Regions from separate parts of the Hordeum vulgare genome. Here regions 2 and 3 are each linked to region 1. The links are chromatin contacts, called in public Hi-C maps. All regions are on one chromosome and are shown on one strand. The core of a region is the stretch at or near the end of the contact, and the rest is flanking DNA. Distances in the headings are between cores, read along the strand shown.

The links. Hi-C and Micro-C count contacts between places; a contact is called where the count stands out from the background.
Region 2: a contact with region 1 is called in a Hi-C map of leaf, with 3 times the contacts expected there. The contact joins the promoter of LOC123447077 here to the promoter of LOC123449567 in region 1. A contact is called at or near these places in 2 of 6 Hi-C or Micro-C datasets (leaf and seedling).
Region 3: a Hi-C map of seedling shows a contact between it and region 1, with 3 times the contacts expected there. The contact joins the enhancer-like site here to the promoter of LOC123449567 in region 1. A contact is called at or near these places in 3 of 6 Hi-C or Micro-C datasets (leaf and seedling).

Annotation. Positions count from the first base shown.
Region 1 is chr4H:565,295,855-565,299,785 of MorexV3_pseudomolecules_assembly, forward strand. LOC123449567 reads right to left here and starts at 2,297. Exons shown (of 5, transcript XM_045126832.1): 1 at 2,138-2,297. The coding sequence starts at 2,217.
Region 2 is chr4H:565,810,649-565,814,724 of MorexV3_pseudomolecules_assembly, forward strand. It overlaps LOC123447077 (transcription factor ILI3), which reads left to right and starts at 1,459. Exons shown (of 2, transcript XM_045123643.1): 1 at 1,459-1,701; 2 at 1,907-2,374. The coding sequence starts at 1,597. The coding sequence ends at 2,059.
Region 3 is chr4H:565,924,114-565,927,946 of MorexV3_pseudomolecules_assembly, forward strand. It overlaps the pseudogene LOC123450766. Among protein-coding and RNA genes, the nearest start is that of LOC123449571, 18 kb to the right of the region's middle. Within about 2 kb of position 1,783, at least 3 of the 3 cell types and tissues checked have open chromatin away from gene starts, as enhancers often do. A contact at or near this core is called in leaf and seedling, where this site is marked.

The DNA of each region.
Region 1 (3,931 bases), core at 1,047-3,546:
CAAAGATATCATCTGATTTTTCCAAATGTTAGTTTCTCCAACGACATGATCATAAACTCACATATCAAAACTAAGATGGACCAGATAAAATGAAGCGTGCAAAAGTGCATGTTCTTGACAAAAACCAGTGTGCAGAAATCCCACTCTTTCCAACCGCATACAATTTTCAGAGAAAAAACTGAATGGATAAAAAAATGAAGTATGCACCTGTGCTGACACCATATATGCTAATAGTATTTTTGTTATTTTGCCAACATTTACATACTAGAAAAAAAGGGGGGGGGGGGGCATAAATAATTGAAGCCAGGACTCTCATCCATTTAAGTTTTTTTTTTGCTATTGTAAATAGATTACATAGTAACTCACACAATGAACTAGGGTTCATACTGAACACCTGGTAAACGTTATGCTCTAAAATCAGCAAGAAAATTGCATCTGAGATCAATATGCAAACATCTTTTAAGTATTTGGCTACAATTTTCGGTTCTGGTGCGACCAGTATACCTATTTTACATGTTCAAATACTTGATTAGTAAATAAGTGTGTGTTCTTTCAATAATTTATATCTCAATCTATTTTGTTTCATGTGTATCAAGAGGTCCAAAATTGAGAATTAGTTCAACAGGTGAATCTAAATTCAAGAATCATTTTCACCAAGTAAGCCATGCATTTCAGTTTACTAATGCAATTTTAGTCATGGATCATAGATGTGAACATGGTTGGTTCCAGAAAACGGGGGATAGTTACATTCTGGTAATTTATCAAGTACAAAAGTGTTATTTAGAGGGATACTGTAGCCATGGCGTTGGTAGTCCCAAATGTTGTTTTGTGAGTGGGTAGTACAGGCTGAATAGAATAGAAGAGAGTGAACTGAGAGATAATTGCAGCCTATGTGTTTTTAGATGGAAAGGGATCGCCTCCACGGATCCATTGCAGCCTATGTACAGCGTAATGTATCTCTGGATGCAAACAAGCTCCCCTTTACACGAAACCTACCACATATTCAGATTCAAAATCAGAGAAGCTTGATTCTCAATGATTGGATAACTAGTAAATGAACCTTTACATTTGTTTACAAGAAAGAAGTTCCCTGAACCCGTGATCTATACTGCAGGTTCAACAGCACTGTTAAATGCAATCTATACTGCAGGTCACTGGAGGTTTCAGTAGCTGAATCTACCAACGCAGTAGCTTCTTACTGCAGGTCAGGGGACGTTCCAAGTCGGTAGCTAAATCTCCAATGTATAGCTTCTTAAGTAAAATAGAGCTAAATGTACCAGCCCAGCATCTAGACTGTAGAGCAACATAGTTAAGTATTTCTAAGGTTAAAGCACATAGCACTTGCAGAACCAGAATTCACACAGTAATGTTAGTTACAAAGAAACTAGGCCATCTGAATATATCGTTTAGTTTTTGTTTAACAAAGGTAGGTAGTCTGAATATATCATTTAGTCTTCGCTTCCTACTATATATCTCATTAAAGGTGCACCAACACATGATTCCCTAACGAACAAAAAGGCAGATCATATACAAATTTGCTAATACAACAAGAAAGTCTTTTTGAAGTTGGATCAAGCAATCATTTGCAAGCACCAATTAAAATCAAACTGGCCCTGCAACTGACATATTAAGTTTCCTGAATGCTTTGTTTGTGTGGACACACCCAGAGTTTAGAAAAGGCACTTGATCCATTCAATTACCAAGGAAGACCTTTTTCAATTTCCGAGCATGGCCATCTCACTCTTTGTACTGGACTTATATCAAATTTATGAAGCGGTCTGGGGGCTCCGTTCCTTTCTCTATTACTAGCATTATTAATAAATATAGGCCATGATCAACATCCTGATCATTAGGGTCTCTCTACCAACATAGGGCATTAACGCAAGCACGTAAGCAGCTAGGCATGGGATGGGATTAATTATACAAGCGCAGCAACAGTATTTGGATGAAATGGTAGCTGCAGCATAGCAGCATCGACAATTTGCGGGCAGCAAGCACAGGCGTAGCTCTAGCGAACTAAGCACGAAAGTAAACCAAATCATAGGCGCCAAAATATATCTCTACCACCACCATAAGAAAAGCAGAGTGCCGATTTACAAGAACACCAGATTGTACGAAGGAGGAAGGGGAAACTTACAGCGAAACCCTAGCGGGAGATCGCGACATTTTGGGGGAGAGCGTGGTAGGGTTGGGGGGTGGGGGGTGGGGGTGCGCCATAGGATCGAAACAGAGCGCCACTGGCGGGCAGAGGGGCAGAGAGAGAGGCCGGGAGAGGGAGAGCAACGGCGGAAGCAATCTGGGCGCGGCCGCACTGACGCTTCTCCGCCGGGGCCGAAGGCGGGGGTGGGGTAGAGAGAGTGGGCTTGAACTGGGCTAAAATGGGCCAGATTCTTTTAGGAGCTTGCTGGGTAGTTTGGATACGAACGAAATCATTAATTAGGGAGTATTCGTTTGAAAGATTTTACCCTTCAGGTTGTTACAAATGACGCATTGCATATGTACCACTTGTCTTAACCTAAAAGTTTATCTTTTTTCTGTAGATTCGTTTTTTTAAAACGTTTTATCTTTTAAACCGTGCGTCCAAATTACGAATCGTTTTCGCCGTTGGATTTATTGCGTCGGGATCTTAAAAACTAGATCCCATGTTGATGGGTTTTAATAAACTTTTTTTTCATAAAAAAAACCGTACCAAAAAATATATGCCTCCGAGATAGAAACAAAAACAGAAAACGCAGTTTTTCCTTTTCAAGAGGCATGGATGTGCCTCTCATGAAGGCAAATCCTTGCCTTTCATGAAAGCAAAATCATGCCTCTCGCGAAAAAATGTTTTTTTTCTTTTCGAGAGGCACGTGCGTGTCTCTCATAAAGACAAAACCATGTCTCACGCGAAAGTAAAATTGTACCTCTCGCAAAAAAAGAAAACAGAAAACACATTTGTTTCCTTTTTGAGAGGCACGATCGTGTCTCTCACGAAAAAACCCCCAGAAAATACGTTTTTTTTCTTTTCGAAAGGTAAAATCGTGTCTTTCACGAAAGCAAAACCGTACCTCTTGCAAAAACAGAAAACACGTTTTCCCGTTTTTGAGATGCACGACCATGGTATTGCGAAACAGCAAAAACTCAAGAAAACTAATCTAAAAAGCCAAAAATACATGCGAAAAAATAAAATATAAAATAAAATTTGTAGGAAGCGTTCAGAGCACTAGACGTAATAACGGATGTAAACACGCCAAGTGACGACGTGCTGGAATACTCGTTGGAAGGCTTTAAATAAAACGCTCGTTAACTAACGACTCCCGGATACCAAACACACACGGCCCTGAGAGAGTTTGCAGGATGGGCCTCAGATCCGCTACGTGGGCAGCCCATGTGAAAGCTCGTTCTTTTTTCCTCGTGTGAGAGAGCTCCGGGCTGAAGGATTCAACGCGGCCCAGCGTGGCGCCGGTGACCGCAGCCGCGTGCGACGCGAGCGCGACCGGGCAAGAGCCACGGCGCAACGACCCACCCACCCAACCGCCGTCGCACCACACGTACGTACGTACATGCGTGCGCGCGTCCCCATCCCTCCAACAGACGGACGGAGACGGCGGCGGGCAGCGAAAAGGCCAGATGAATCCAGACCCTTTTCGTCGTGAACCCAGTCTCCAGTTGGGCGCCAGCCAGGCCACATGACCAGACGCCAGCGACCTCGTCACACCTCGTGTGCGTACGTGCTACACACACATGACTCACCGCACTCCTCCGTGGACGGATGGAGCTACCGTCCAAGACGGCGTCGGTGTGGTGGCCGTGCCCGTGCTAGTATCATCATCATCATCACCATCACCATCACCATCACCATCACCATCAGCTGCTGCTGCTGCTGCTGCCAGTGCCAGGCGAGGCGAGGAGAGGAGAGCAGCTAGCCGCAGCTGCAGGCCGGAGCAAACGG
Region 2 (4,076 bases), core at 209-2,708, 510 kb after region 1:
GTCCTAGCGAACGTCTCAAACGACGGGGCTAGGGGTGGCCGACAAAGTCACGTCAGCGGTGAGAAGCGAATCGACATGGGGGGATGACGATCGGCGAGTGTTAGGTTCCTGCCACGTCATTTTTTATTTTAGGGCGACCGCTAGAGGTGCTTGTTGTAAATTTTAAGGTGTCTGCAAAAAGAAGTTACACCATACATATATATAGGATCACGCTATTCGTCACCCTGGATGAAGGATTCTTATTCCTCACCTAGTCCAATCCACGACTATGACTTAAAAATGTAAGAAAAAGTTTAGACTTGAGCTAATTTTACACTCTTGAGAATGGAAGTTTGTCTTCCGTAGTACAAAAAAAATGTAAGGTAATTTTACAACATGCATGATATAAAGTTACATTAAGCATATGATAATATATATGGTGGGGTAATATAATACGATAATATAATACTAAAAGCTATTTAGGTATTTTATATTGAAACTAAGGTAATTTTAAAACATGCATGCTAGAAAGTTCCGTTTTGCATGTAAAAAAAGAGTGACATGAAATTATGGCTCGGGGAAACGGCTAGGGTGAAGAATAAGTTAATTCTTCACCCTGGATGCCTCAAAGAGTGATATATGTACTTCCTCTGTTTCTAAATATAAGACTTTTTAAAGATTTCACTATAAACTACATACGGATGTATATAGACATATTTTAGAGTATAGATTCACTCATTTTGCTTCGTATTTAGTCTATAGTGAAATGTCTAAAAGGTCTTATATTTAGAAATGGAGGGAGTAGTTGAAAAGAAGCTAAGTGATGCACGCAACCATTAATTTAATGAAAGTGGTATCATAGTATGAGTACCATCTGAAGTATGTAAACAATTTTTTTTTACACTATATAGATATAAATACCGGTTCTTTTTACCCAAAGTGCCACAAACAGTGTGGTGTCAGAAATTCAATCATGTGTAGTCAACTGAAACTTGTGTAGTCAAGAGTATGCATTTTTTACGATATTTTTTGCATGATGTCTATTTATTGCAGGATGTTTTTTTGCAAAAAAGTCTGTTTCTATGGACTGCACAACTCATGTTTAGCTTCGCCAGAGTCAGAGATGCTCTTACTTACAACTTTTCTTTTACACATGCTCTCACTTACTTGCGATATTAACTCTGGCTGACTGGCACACATTGCTCGAAATCATAATCACAGAGGACAGAGGAGCAATGGTGCCCCGGCCCTGGGGTCCTCGCAGGACTCTCTGGAGCCCATGGGCCGGGCCTGGTCATCATTCTGGGTCCTTCAGTGTCGGTAGCCCGGGCCTGGTCATTTTGGGGCCAGTGTCGGGAGCCCGGGCCTGAATGAAGGCTCAGTGGGCCCGTGGCCTCTTTTCGCTATCAATGTGCTAGACGATCTCTGCCCCGTTCTCCTTCAAATAGCCGCCCCGGCTGCGCTCCCTGCCTACCTCCTCGTTCCCTCTGCTCCCGTCTCACTTAGACACTCACCATCACACCCACACACCCAAGCGCACCATCGGCTGAATCACCAGCTAAGGCTAACTACCAACGCATACACCAGCTGTGCCCTATCAGAGCCAGCAAAAGAGAGATGTCAAGCCGCCGTGGCAGGATCACCGACGAGGAGATCAACGAGCTCATCTCCAAGCTTCAGGCCCTGCTCCCGGAATCCTCCCGCCGCCGCTCCGCGAGCCGGGTACGTACTTAGACAAGCGCGCATTGGTCCTCCCGTGATCAGTTGCCTGTTCCATGCGTACGTCTGTGCAGCGCACTGTCACTGGCCGGACTACGGCTTTGACTGCACATTTCGTCACGGCGGCGCCGCCGAGTCTGAGAAGGATTAACACTGTTCTTTTTCTTCTTCGCTGTTCCTGACATGAATGCTATGCTACGCTGCGCAGTCGTCGGCGTCGAAGCTGCTGAAGGAGACGTGCGGCTACATCAAGAGCCTCCACCAGGAGGTCGACGACCTCTCCGACAGGCTGTCTGAACTAATGTCCACATTGGATGAAACCAGCCCGCAGGCCGAGATCATCCGGAGCCTTCTCCGCTAGCCGGATTCCATCCAACTTGGCCACTAGGCAGTAGCTACATATATATTAGCTCCAATTCATCGGCCGAAGAGGGAGACGAGGAGACAAGACAAGAGAAGAGAAGACAACAAGGAAGGCATAGCATTTTTTAGCTGCTTCTTGTTTCTTTTCCTTCCTGCTCCCCCGTTTCCGTCTCCTGGTACGTCGTTGTGTGTGTGCTTGTGAGGCCCTCATTTAGCAGGGAAGGGCCTGGCTTCCGGTATACTCCATTGTGTTTGATATATGCACCAGGTTGGTAGAGGTTAATAATATATATGGTGCCACTTCTACCGATTATCTGAGTGTATTACTACTCCATGTTGAATTACTACTAGCTAGCATATGTATGTTTTCTAGCTTGTAGACGTGTGTGTCTGTGGTGTTGTGTTGTAGGCATGTAGTAGCTTAGGTGCATCCTCTACCTATAGAGGTGCTGTTTTGTAGTACTATCTATTGCTAGCTTTGTCTCTGTTTTCCAACGGACAAGCTAGTAGCTATGCATAGCTAGCTTAACCACGACCGTGGACTACGGAGAACTGTCTATTTTTGTACTATCTGTTTAATTGTTTTTTTTTCAAGAGTACCACATTTTTATAGAAGGCAGAAAGTTTAATTGCAAAAAGGGTTCTGGCAGTAAAACGGTCTGTATAACTTACTACTTTACTAGTAGTACTACGTACGTACGGTCAAGTTATTTGGAGCAACGTGCAAGTGCCACATAGAAAAATGAAGAACCTCTCGTGCGAGCTAGGGGGCGTACGTGCGCATGTATATAATCGAAATAGTCGGTGTACTTGTAAGTATAAAAATGAGCGCGACTTTCCATGGTGCAAGAGCTCTATTACCTAGAGGGTCAAAGGCGTACTGAGCGTACCTCACATTAGGGTCTAAGTTCTTGCTAGACTTGATATTGGTGTTTATAATTTTTCCATATTTATTTTATGTTTTTGACAATATTTATTCAATGTGAGAAGACGTTCATGTCGACTACAAAATGCATGTACTGGTTTCATCAAACTTAAGATGTGTGTCAGCTAAGTAATTCCAAAGTGCTCATAAAGATAAAATGCAAATGTATATCAGCATATGTGACTGAAGTATGTAAAAAAAAACTGGATGGTCAAAAAAATTGGCTGGGTCCGAGGCTCCTTGAGTGATAGCCCCAGGAACAGGAGGTGTCTTCTTCTTTTCCGAACTTGGCCCCATGAAGTGTCAACTTTTCGCGTACAAGATCTCCACAATCAAGCACGGCGTCGGATCCCTCCAAACCAACTAGTCTATCGACATGGCAGTGCACGAACGAGAGCCGTCCGATGATCAGCAGCCAAAGCATGGGATCGCTGGCGTTTCCTTCTGACTAATTTGGTTTAGAGACGTGTCATGCTCGAAGTGGGTCATAAACATTTACTACAAATAGAAAACACTTGCATTCCGTCACCTGCATGCGTTTTCAGAGACCAGCACGCACTTGCAAGCGCCTACACAGTGTGGGCTTTCATTGTCCGTATCTACATCGTCGTCTCCAGTGGAAGGGATTGCTCTCGTTTCCACTGTGATGGCGCCCACGGTTTTGCTTTCTCCGATATCACGGACTGTGCAGGTGTATCCCCAGCTTTTGTTCTCGATTTGATAGCCTAAGTCAAAATCTCTCGGCCTGTGCAGAGCTACAGACAGTATACTATATAGTACTACATCGAACACGACGGTTGATTATCTTAGTGGATTAGCATGACTAATTGCTCGTGCATTCCAAGACCTTGGCACATACAAAACCCACAGGCTTAGGAAATGCCCCACTCACCCAGCTTAGGGTACGGGCACAGCTTTTTGATTGTACTGGTCTAAACTCTAAGGGCCTCTTTGATTCGTAGGATTGTCAAAATGCAGGAATAGGAAAAACGTAGGAATAGAGTGGCATGTCTTTTTCTACACTACAGGATTTGAAAGTGTGTTTGATAGCACAGGAAAAACAAAGGAATTCTACAAAGAGGTTTGAGTG
Region 3 (3,833 bases), core at 533-3,032, 630 kb after region 1:
AAACTCCGGAGTAGAAACACTTGAGAGAGACGCATAAACTAGCTGAAACTAGCTGTTTGTTTATGAGTTCCAAAACCCTGGAAGGGCCACCCGCCGGTGTTGAGGTTCAGGTTCAGGTACGTGCGTGGAAAGCAGAGCCGGAGATGCGTGCATCCGCCCCAAGACTGACTTGCGTGCGGGTGTGTCTGTGGGAGCAAGGCATGGAAACGGTCTCGGCTCCGAGGGAGCGATTCGTGGAGGAAACAAACTTTTTGTCTGCAACGTGAAGCCAGCCCGGCCGGTGCGGTGCGGTGCCCCTGTCCAGTCTCAGTCTCCGCCTAGAAATGTGCTTCACTTGTCTTGTCAGGCCGGTCAACACATCGGCGAGCTGCGAATCCCACAACTCCACAAGCCACGGGTGAACTAGTGCTAATCTATTACTCCATCCACGTGTACGTCCGTCCCTAGCTAGCCAGTGCAGCGAAGCGAATTCCAGCAAACTGCCCGGTGGCTCGTGCGCATTATACTCTACTCTACTACTCTATCTACATGTATGGTCTATGGCAATGGCGTACGAGACGTGCACGAGGAACGCATGCACGCCCGGCCGGCACGGTGTACTCGCACCTTGCATCTCATGTGTGGTGCGGGATGGTGTGACGTGCACCTTCATGCGGAGCCTGTCCTGTCAGAAAGAAAAAAAAGAGACGTGGCATGCGATGATGAGAAGGAGTCGGTCGGATCTGGGAGGTGCACGTACGGCCGTGGTCGCTATTACTGTTGCAGCTACCGGCGGCCGGCGGGTGGACTGGCAGGTGGTGGCCGGGGGTCGATGGGCTGGTTTTGGTTTGGCTTCCTCCCTTTCCCGGCGATCCACTTGCCTGCATGCCGGACAGCAGGGGTCCGGCGGTGGTACGTACTGTGCAGGGCCGGCGGGGTCGCTGTCGGCGTACCGTTGGATCCGGCACGGCAGCTGCTCATAAAAGGCGAATCTGTCCCGGCGCGCGTAGGGGCCGGCCGGCCAGTCCGTCGGTCGGGCGGGCAACACGGACGGACGGACACAGGCACGCGTTGGCGTTGCTGAATGCCGATGAGTGATGAGATAGATAGATGGAGAGGAGAGATGGTCCTGACCACCACCCACACAGATCTCGCTCTCGCTCTCCCTGTGCCTCACTCGGTCTGGACCATGCATGTAGCTATCCGGCACAGCGGCCCGACTGAACTAATAAACTCATCACGCCTGTGTTTTGCGCTGCAAGCGAGCGTCATGGCCAAGCAAGCGGCAAGCAAGCCACCATGGCCATGGGACGCGCACGCTCCTTGGCAACAGCCAACAGGACGTCTGAAAGAAAAATATCCCGAGCAAGGACTTTCCAAAGGACAGCGTTTGTAGGCTTGCGCGTCGCGTCCGGGCCGGTGTCCTGCACCGGCGCCGCGAGACACCGCAGGACGGCCCCTTCTGTTCGTTTCATTGGACGACCGAGGGCGACTCGTCGGCAACGGAAAGCGACGGCGAAAAGGTGGCTCGACCTTGACGGAGCGCGCGCGCATGTACGTGGTGGAAGCTGCGCCGCGCTTGCGTGCGTGCAGGACGCGCGCGCGGCCGTGGCGGTATGGCGCGCGACGCCCTGCGCCATTGACCGAGGCGAGCGAGAGCATGGGCGCGTCGACGGTGTCGGATCTAGTCTCCCGGACCGGCGCCGCGGCTGGCCCGCTGTCGCGCCCGGCGCAGGACATGGCCCGGGCACGAGGGGGGACGGACTGGTGAACCATTGATTCTGCTGCCTGCCGAGATCTAATTAAGACCCTGCCAGCCGGACCGGCTACAGCGACCACGGTAGAAGAGCAGGCCCGTATCGGCCTATCGGGTATACGCCTAGGTATGCCATGCCGATCAACACGTGTATTCTATTTTCGAGAAAAATGTCAATTTTAAATACTGAATTCGTAGAGATTCGGCGAAAATGAATCCCAAAGATAAAAAAAATTATCGATTGTATCCTGAATTATGCAATCTTCATCTGAATTGAACCCTGAAATTATTTGTCAAACCGGGATTATAAAGGATAGTCGGGATTGAATTTTTCGCTCAACGGGCCGGACTAGTTCGCTGGTTTTTTTTCGTTTTTTTCTATTTCTATGTTTATATTTTTTATGTTTTTGATGTGTATATGTCCTCATTTTTAAAAAATGCCCGTATTTTCAAAAAACTGTTTGTCTATTTAAAAATATTCAACTTTTTCAACACAATGTCGCAATTTAAAAAAATGTTCATCTTTCTGACAAATGTTCGCGCTTTCAAAAGAATGTTTCCAATTTTTAAATTTGTGAACTTTCGTTTTCAATAAATTTTCTCATATTTCAAGTTTTTCGACACAATGTTGCAATTGGAAACAATGTTCATCTTTTGTTTTGGATTTATAAAAATTGTCCGTGTTTGGAAAAATGTTCGGGGATTTCATAAAATGTTTGTATTTCAAAGAGTGTCCACAAATTTCAAAAAATGTTCTTGCTTTTTTTCACTACTTACGTAAAATGTCCGTGTTTCAAAAAAATTGTGTTCCTGTAATTCAAAACTATTTTAAAATGTTCTGCATATTCAATAAATTCTTCGTATTTTCAAAAAATGTTCTTATTTTCAAAATATAGTTGTACATGCAGGTTTTTAGAATATAGCTGAAATCAGGAAGGAACGTGGATCGGGCGGCAGTGTTGGGCTCCGGGATCCAGGGCTCGATGACTGCAGATGGTGGATCCTCGCTTTGCGATGGCTGGATCCGACGTGCAGTGCTTGGGGAAGAGTGAACGAAGCCGGCGGCGGCGCTTTACCAGACCAGAGGCGATGAAGCTTAACGAGTGCGTGATTGCGGGGGAGCTTGGCGAGGGCGCGACGGTGGGGCTCGAGAGGGCACGACGGCGATGGAGCTCAATGAGGGCGCGGCAGTGAGGCTCGAGAGGGCGCATCAGTGACACTCGAGAGGGCACGACAGCGGCAGAGCTTGACGAGGGCGCGACGGTGGGGCTCGAAAGGGCACGGCGGCGATGGAGCTCAATGAGGGCACAACAGTGAGGCTCGAGAGGGCGCGTCGGTGAGACTCGAGAGGGCACGGCAGCGGTAGAGCTTGACGAGGGTGCGACGGCGGTGGGGCTCGAGAGGGCGCGGCGACACAGGAGCTTCACGAGGGCGCGACGATAGGGCTCGAGAGGGCGCGGCCGTGGACCGGCTTAGGTTACCCGTCCGTGCACCAAACCCAGGCATTTGGAAAAATTTAAGTGGGCCGGTCCAACACGGAGTAGCGTGTGTGCGTGTTGGCATTTTTTTCGAACGAAAAAATTAAAATGGGTCGGCCCATCAGGCGAATCCCAATTAACACGGTGCGACGGTAGCCACTAGTTAGCTAGCGCTTTTCCGGGAGCCTCCCAGCGAGCACCCCCGCGCGTCGTCAGTTGACGCGTTTTCAGCTCCCGCCACAGGTCGCGCTCGAAGCGCTCCCTCCAGATTTTGTTTTTTAAACTTTTCACACGCGTTTTCTGCTTTTTAGAACAAAAATCTGATTTTCTTTTGTTTTTGTTTTTTACCGGTCATTCTTAGCTTTCTCACAAAACAAATATTCAAAAAAAAGTAAAAAAATGTTTATTTACGAGAAGCAAGGTTTTGCTTTTGTGAGAGGCACGATTTTGTCGTGCCTCTTAAAAACGGAAAATGCGTGTTTTTTTGCGTGAGGCATAATTTTGTTTCCGCGAGAGGCACGGTTTTGCCACTGCGAGAGGCATGGTCGTGCCTGTCGAAAACGAAAAAAAAACATGTTTTCTTTTTTTGCGAGAGGCACTTCGAAAAAAAAACATGTTTT